2 separate regions of the Gossypium arboreum genome follow, and region 1 is linked to region 2. Evidence: chromatin contacts called from public Hi-C data. All regions are on one chromosome and are shown on one strand. The core of a region is the stretch at or near the end of the contact, and the rest is flanking DNA. Distances in the headings are between cores, read along the strand shown. Region 1 holds the start of LOC108470068 (probable alpha,alpha-trehalose-phosphate synthase [UDP-forming] 11). Region 2 holds the start of LOC108469689 (E3 ubiquitin-protein ligase XBAT32).

Region 1 (3,184 bases), core at 576-3,075, 690 kb before region 2:
TTTTCATCGACCCCAAATGCCTTATCTAAAGCAGGGCAGCCCTGTCTACAAACTGTATACTTGTATGGCACCAAATTCATCCCATCTCTTACAGGAGTCACCACACAAAACTCGGCAACTGCATAATATGCAAGCTTCTCTTGTGTAGTGACAGGTCCCTTGAGGAAAACTATTGGCTGGTATCCAGGTTCCTCATATTTGTTATTGACCTCCTTGGCAATGCTATTGGCCTCATCCAGAAGTTGTTGCACATCCCGGCCTAAACTCCTCGCCGGGTTTGTAATCTGTACTAACACCACTTTGCCCCTCAATTCCTGATTCGTTTCCAAAAGCTCCCCCATGGCTGAAAATTTCTGAGGAATTCCCTTAAACAAGTCCAAATCATCGACGCCAACCATCATAATTTTCCCCTCATACTTGTGCTTCAGCTCCTTAGCCATCCTAAGGGTGCTTTCCCCGGACATCATAGATTCAAGTTGCCCCATATGAATCCCAGCAGGCAAAATCTTAATAGTCACAGTCCTCCCATAATATTCTAATGCAATGTGACCCCTGTTGGACTCAGAATGCAAGCCCAAAATCCTTCGACAAGAAGACAAGAAATGCCTAGCGTAATCGAATGTATGGAAGCCAATCAAATCGCAATTTAGCAAAGCTCTAAGAATTTCATCTCTAACAGGTAAAGTTTTATACATATCAGATGAAGGAAATGGACTGTGCAGAAAAAAGCCAAGCTTTACCCTATTAGACCGTCTCCTCAAGAAAGTAGGTAAAGCCATAAGATGATAATCATGCACCCAAACATGATCTTCATCTTCATCATCTCTATCCGTTACTTCCAGAACTTTATCAGCAAATATTCTATTAGCGGACACGTAAGCTATCCACTGTGAACGATCGAAACGTCCCCCATCGTTCCCCGTCATGGGCATCATGTAATGAAACAAAGGCCATAGATAGTGTTTACAAAAGCCATGATAAAACTCGTTCCGCATATCCACGGGCAGAAATATGGTTTCGCAACTGAACTTGTCGTGCAGAACTTGAGCCACCTCCTCTTGATCCGCTGTGTCTACATCAGCTTTCAACGTCCCAACGTATCGCACCTCTGTATCAGGAGGGAAAGCGTCTCTCAGCAGAGCAAGGAGATCATTCTCGTCAAATTCAAAGCACCATTCATTGGAGACCGAGTCCCTCCACGCACGTAAAGGCAACTGGTTGGAAACGATAATAACCCTTTTCCGTGGCATAGCTTGCTGATCTTCTCCGAAATCAGATATGACTCCTGATACCTTCATGACTCGAGGGATCCGATTCATGACTCGAAAATCATCGGTAGACAATAAATTTAATTGGTCTAAGCAACAACTAGAAACCATGTTTCAAGCGAAGAAACCCAACTCCGTATGTGAAATTCTATACAAACATAGAAAACAGAAGAAGAAGAAGAAGAAAAGGAATCAAAGAACCAATACAGGGGTATTCAAAAAATCAATGAAGAAGGGAGTTTAATTCTTTGGTGTTGTTTTCTTTCTATACGTTCTTTGAGAAGGGGAGGATGCAGCTTTAGGGTTCTGTTAAAAGGCATTTACAGAAGAGCATTATTACAAAGAAATATGAATCTTGGCAGTGATTTAAATCAAGGATATGGATACACATTCCATAAAGGAACCCAAGAAACGGAGAAAAAAAGAGAGAGAAAGAGCTCTTAAGCAAGGAAAGAAGCAGGCTGAGGATAAGAACGAAAAGGGTGAGAGAAAGAGAGAAAATATTATATATGTGCGTGAGTACGTCAAGGCATGGTTCCAACGGTCCTGATTCAATGCGTCTACACCACTATCTTCTGAACTGGGGTACATCAGGTTCTCTTGTCACTGTAGCCGACTCTTTCTGTCCGATCCACTGTTCGCCCGCGGTTACTTTTATTTTACTACTTCATAATTTTGTTCTTGGCCTTTAAAAATTTTTAAAGTTACAAAAAATAAAAGCAATAATAAATGAGAGATTGGGGATAAGTAAGACTAAGATTTAAGTATTTTTAATGTGATTTTGGATTAGTGCTTATCGAATCACTAATGGTGCGATTAAATATTTAATCATTGACATTAAATGTTAGCTAGCATTTCTTTTATTATGCTAAGGGTTGTATTAACTAAGCTATTCAAGTTATTTATAAAAAAATGATAAAAGCAATGATATAGAAATCAAAATACTTAATATATTTTTATTTTTAATACATTAAGTAACATATTCTTTTGCAGTAATTGTAAGCGTGCTAACAAAATTTGTATACATTGGTAAAATCACAAAAACAGAAAGGTTACTTATGATTTGAGAATTAAAACAGCATTAGTATTATATGCATCATTTATTAAGAAATATTTTGGATTAGGTTAACACCTTCATTCTGCCATTAATCAAGGTGCCGATTTTTTGGAGCACAAGGGACAATTATGTATTACTTTTTTATATTTTACACTCTTAAATAGCGATAGCCAAATAGAAAGGAAGGTTTTTTTTTTTTTTAATTTCGAAAAGTAGCACGTCAAAAAAAACAAAATCAGAAAGAAACGTGTCCGAAATCGCTACACAGATTTACTCGGTCATGAATTTTCACATCGCTGGCACGTGTAAAGATTTCAACTATAGACGCCTATCCATCAGACTCTGTTCTGTGTCAAAGGACTTCTCTTTTTCTTTTGGATTTTTTTAAAATATTTTATTTTAGTTTTTATAGATGGAGTAAACATATATTCTATTTTTATTTTTATTTTCATTATCCGTGACGGAGGTTCAGGGAAAAACACTTGAACGAAGTTGTTTTTTTATTTATTATTAATTAAATTTCACGTGCAATAAATTAAAGGGAGGTAGAGATTGCCATGTGGAATTATTTTAGTGGAAATGTGGCGTGTTTGGGTTGTTAAACGAAGCCAAAGTCACGGACGTGTCTTCGTCTGATGACGTGGCAGATTCGCGTATCTTCGGAGTTAGTGTTGTCAACCACTTATGAGCTGCCACGTCACTCACCAACTTAGAACATTTCTTTCCTTCAAAAATTGTTGTAAGGTTTCATAGTGATAATGGATGGGATGGGCTTAGGTTATGTAATGCCTTTCCAACAAAATCGATAATTTATTGTTTTTCATGTACATTTTCATAATTTTATCGCATAATCATATTT
Region 2 (3,265 bases), core at 381-2,880:
TCTGATACCATTTGTTGGGGATCAACCCGATTAAGTAATGAATAAGAAAAAAATAGCAAAAGAAATTAAGAAATTGAACACATATTTAACGTGAAAAAACCCCTCCAAAGAGGATAAAAAATCACGGGTAAATATAATTTTACTATAATGTAAAAGAATGAAAATTACAAAAGATGAAGATAAAAGCTAAATCCCGAAACTCGAAAATAAAAAACCCTTAAAACGTAAATCCAAAATTCTCTAAAACTGTTATGAGTTCTAATCTTTAATGTGTGTGTTTTCTAATGTTGTAAAAGAGTCTATTTATAGGCTAAATTCGTAGGTTAAATAAATTGCTAATAAATGCTAAATATATTATACTAATAAATACTAAATCTTCTAGAAAAATATATTTTTGTTTAATTTGACTTGGAAGCAATCTCTTAGTTTATTTAATAAGAATTTGGATAACACAACTCTAATAAAAATAAATAAGGTTAATTTTGTTTATAATATTTTTTAAATAAAAATTAGATTCTAAAGAAAATAAATTTTTATATATCAAACTTTAAAATTTAAAAGTTATCACTTTTATCGAATCATAATCTTAAGAAAAATTGGTACCCAAATGAAATTAGGCGCTTTCGGGTCGAGCTCAATTAAAAATTCATGCCCATTTACTAGGCCCGAGCCTGGCCCAACCCGAAAAATGGGCCTAAAATTTTACCTAAGCTCGACCAGATAAAAATGCTAAAACCCGAGCCCAGACCAGACCACTTTGTATTAAATTTTTATATTATTTTATATAATTTTAAATATATATAATACATCAAAAATACTAAAAATATCAAAATAAATATTTCTCAATAAATTGAAAATAAGTTTAAAAAATATGTAAACTTAAATAACACTAAGATACATGTAACTTAACAAACAAATACCTCTAAAATAATAATGTAATTAAAAATAAAATAAATTTTATACAATATCTAAACAATAACAACATAATAATAAAATGGTAGCAAAATAGAGAGAAAATAACAAGAAAATAACATTCAAAAACAAAAAAAAAGAGTAAATTTTTTTGTCCTTTAGTGAATAATGCCTTATCCGAGGCTCGATCTATTTTTTAAACGAACTTTATTTTTTTGTCCAAGCCTATAATTTTGTTATGGACGAGCCTTCGAGTCGGACAAAGTGGCTTGACCCATGATGAGATCTGCCCCGGTCCCATCCCATGTATGATGTTATACAACTGCGGCGTGCCATTGTCCGCAGGGTTGTGTAACTTACAATGAAACTTCGGCCGTACAATTCTTTCTATCCACATTGTTAGAAACCACTAATCTAAAATTTCTAAAATCCAAATGGAGTCCAATTGAAGGCACCGCCATTGCTTCAGGCCTCAAACGCATGAAGTATCTTCAACCACAAATCCAACTCAACTCTTACATGGTCCCCCATAACGTTAATAGTTGGATCAATTTCACTGCGAGTCATTCAGTCATATGTCTTTCGCTAGCTATTTTGTTTCGAAAGAGGTTTTATATAATTTTCATATCTTGAACACCCCCAAAAGTTAACAAAAACCAATGGATTTGGCAACTAGATGAGCTGACTTTTATTAGTACCTTGTTGTAAGTTATAATTGACAATGAAATAAACTTTCATTTCACCGAGAAATGAGAAAAACCCCTGAACTTACTAGCAACGTTGACTGCCAATTGGCCAATAATAGCCAATCATAGGGACACGCTTTTATTTATTTATTATTTTTAAGTGTTCTTACGGGTCAATTTAGTGGTTGAGGTTGCAGTAAAAGGTTGCTGTCTTCATAAAAACATTTCCCATTTTTATCTCCCGTTTAGATCTTTCTTTCTCTTATTTGTAGCAAATTTCAATTTCGGTTACAGTATATCCGCATCCCATTATTCCACATTTAAGTACAAACGTGTCTTCCATTTGGTCAAGTCATTTTCTAAAAGGCTTCAACTTTGATCAATTGTTAAAGAAGAGAGAGAGGGGGGGGGGGGGGATGCTATTTTGATCGGGGTCTTTTATATTCCGATTCTTTTAGGAGTATCTGGAATTGGGTTTTGCAGATTTTGAGTCATCCTGATAATTTTGAAGCTGGGTATTTGTTAGTGGGAATCTGACCGCAATGGAGACTCTAGAGATTGTAGATGTTTATTTGATGGGGATTTGACTTTGAAAGATAGGACTCTTTATTTCTTTTCAGAAGAATTTATAATTTTTTGTTTGTTTGGTTCCATCTTGAAAAGCACGAGACAATTTATTAATCCATAAAACAGTCACATCCTGATTTTTTTTTTCTTTTTTAAAGTAATTGCAGGCCAGGTTCTTCTTCTGATGTCAAAATTAAAAAGGTGGCAATCCATTTAAGGAAGTGAAACATTGACTGTTAGAACTTCTCTTAGATGTATTTTGGAAGGCTTCATTGTTATTGGTTTGGTTTATTTCACAAGTTTTGGGTGGTTTGAGGATTATGATTTAGGGGAGGTTTTGTGGTGCACCGTTTTTTAGGCATTTAGAACAGACAGAGAAGCTCATCAATGAGATTTCTAAGCTTTGTGGGGAACTCCTTTGGATGTTCTGCATCTGGGGAACGCCTAGTTTCCGCAGCAAGAGATGGAGATCTTCAAGAAGCCAAGGCTTTATTGGAATACAATCCAAGACTTGCAAGGTATTCAACTTTTGGAGCTCGCAATTCGCCTCTCCATTACTCTGCTGCTCAGGGTCACCATGAGGTATTCAATACCTTAAATTTCTGCCTGGAAACGTTTCTTCCAAATTAACCGTAACGCTGATTTTTTTTCTCTTCATTTTTATATCAGATAGTTTCGCTCTTGCTTGAGTCTGGAGTAGATATTAACCTCAGGAACTATCGGGGTCAGGTAATTCAATTTTGTATTGTCTGTTTTTTTTTTCTCTCATCCATTATTTGAGTCCATTTCTAAATTTGCCAACCAGTTATTATTCATGTGGCTTTCGGGTTTCTCCGACATAATTTAGTTTAGGTTTCCTGGGTTACTATTGTTTGTTTTGAGTTTTGCTAAATAACTGTGATCAACAGACTGCTCTGATGCAAGCTTGTCAATATGGCCACTGGGAGGTTGTTCAAATTTTGATTCTTTTTGGGGCCAATGTAAGATTGTTCCTTGAAAGTTTAGTTTCCTCTATTGCTATAGATCTGTATGGTTTTCAAACTTGATTGGAATTTGATTATGACAAGTGAAGTTTGTGCTGAAATGGTTCTTAGATTCAC

What was found. A called contact is a pair of places that touch in the nucleus more often than the background predicts.
Region 1: a Hi-C map of leaf shows a contact between it and region 2, with 5 times the contacts expected there. The contact joins the promoter of LOC108470068 here to the promoter of LOC108469689 in region 2. A contact is called at or near these places in 2 of 5 Hi-C or Micro-C datasets (both in leaf).

What each region holds. Positions count from the first base shown.
Region 1 is chr8:101,699,578-101,702,761 of ASM2569848v2, reverse strand. It overlaps LOC108470068 (probable alpha,alpha-trehalose-phosphate synthase [UDP-forming] 11), which reads right to left and starts at 1,825. Exons shown (of 3, transcript XM_017771263.2): 1 at 1-1,825. The coding sequence starts at 1,379.
Region 2 is chr8:101,006,486-101,009,750 of ASM2569848v2, reverse strand. It overlaps LOC108469689 (E3 ubiquitin-protein ligase XBAT32), which reads left to right and starts at 1,630. Exons shown (of 10, transcript XM_053031831.1): 1 at 1,630-2,747; 2 at 2,835-2,894; 3 at 3,074-3,145; 4 at 3,260-3,265. The coding sequence starts at 2,553.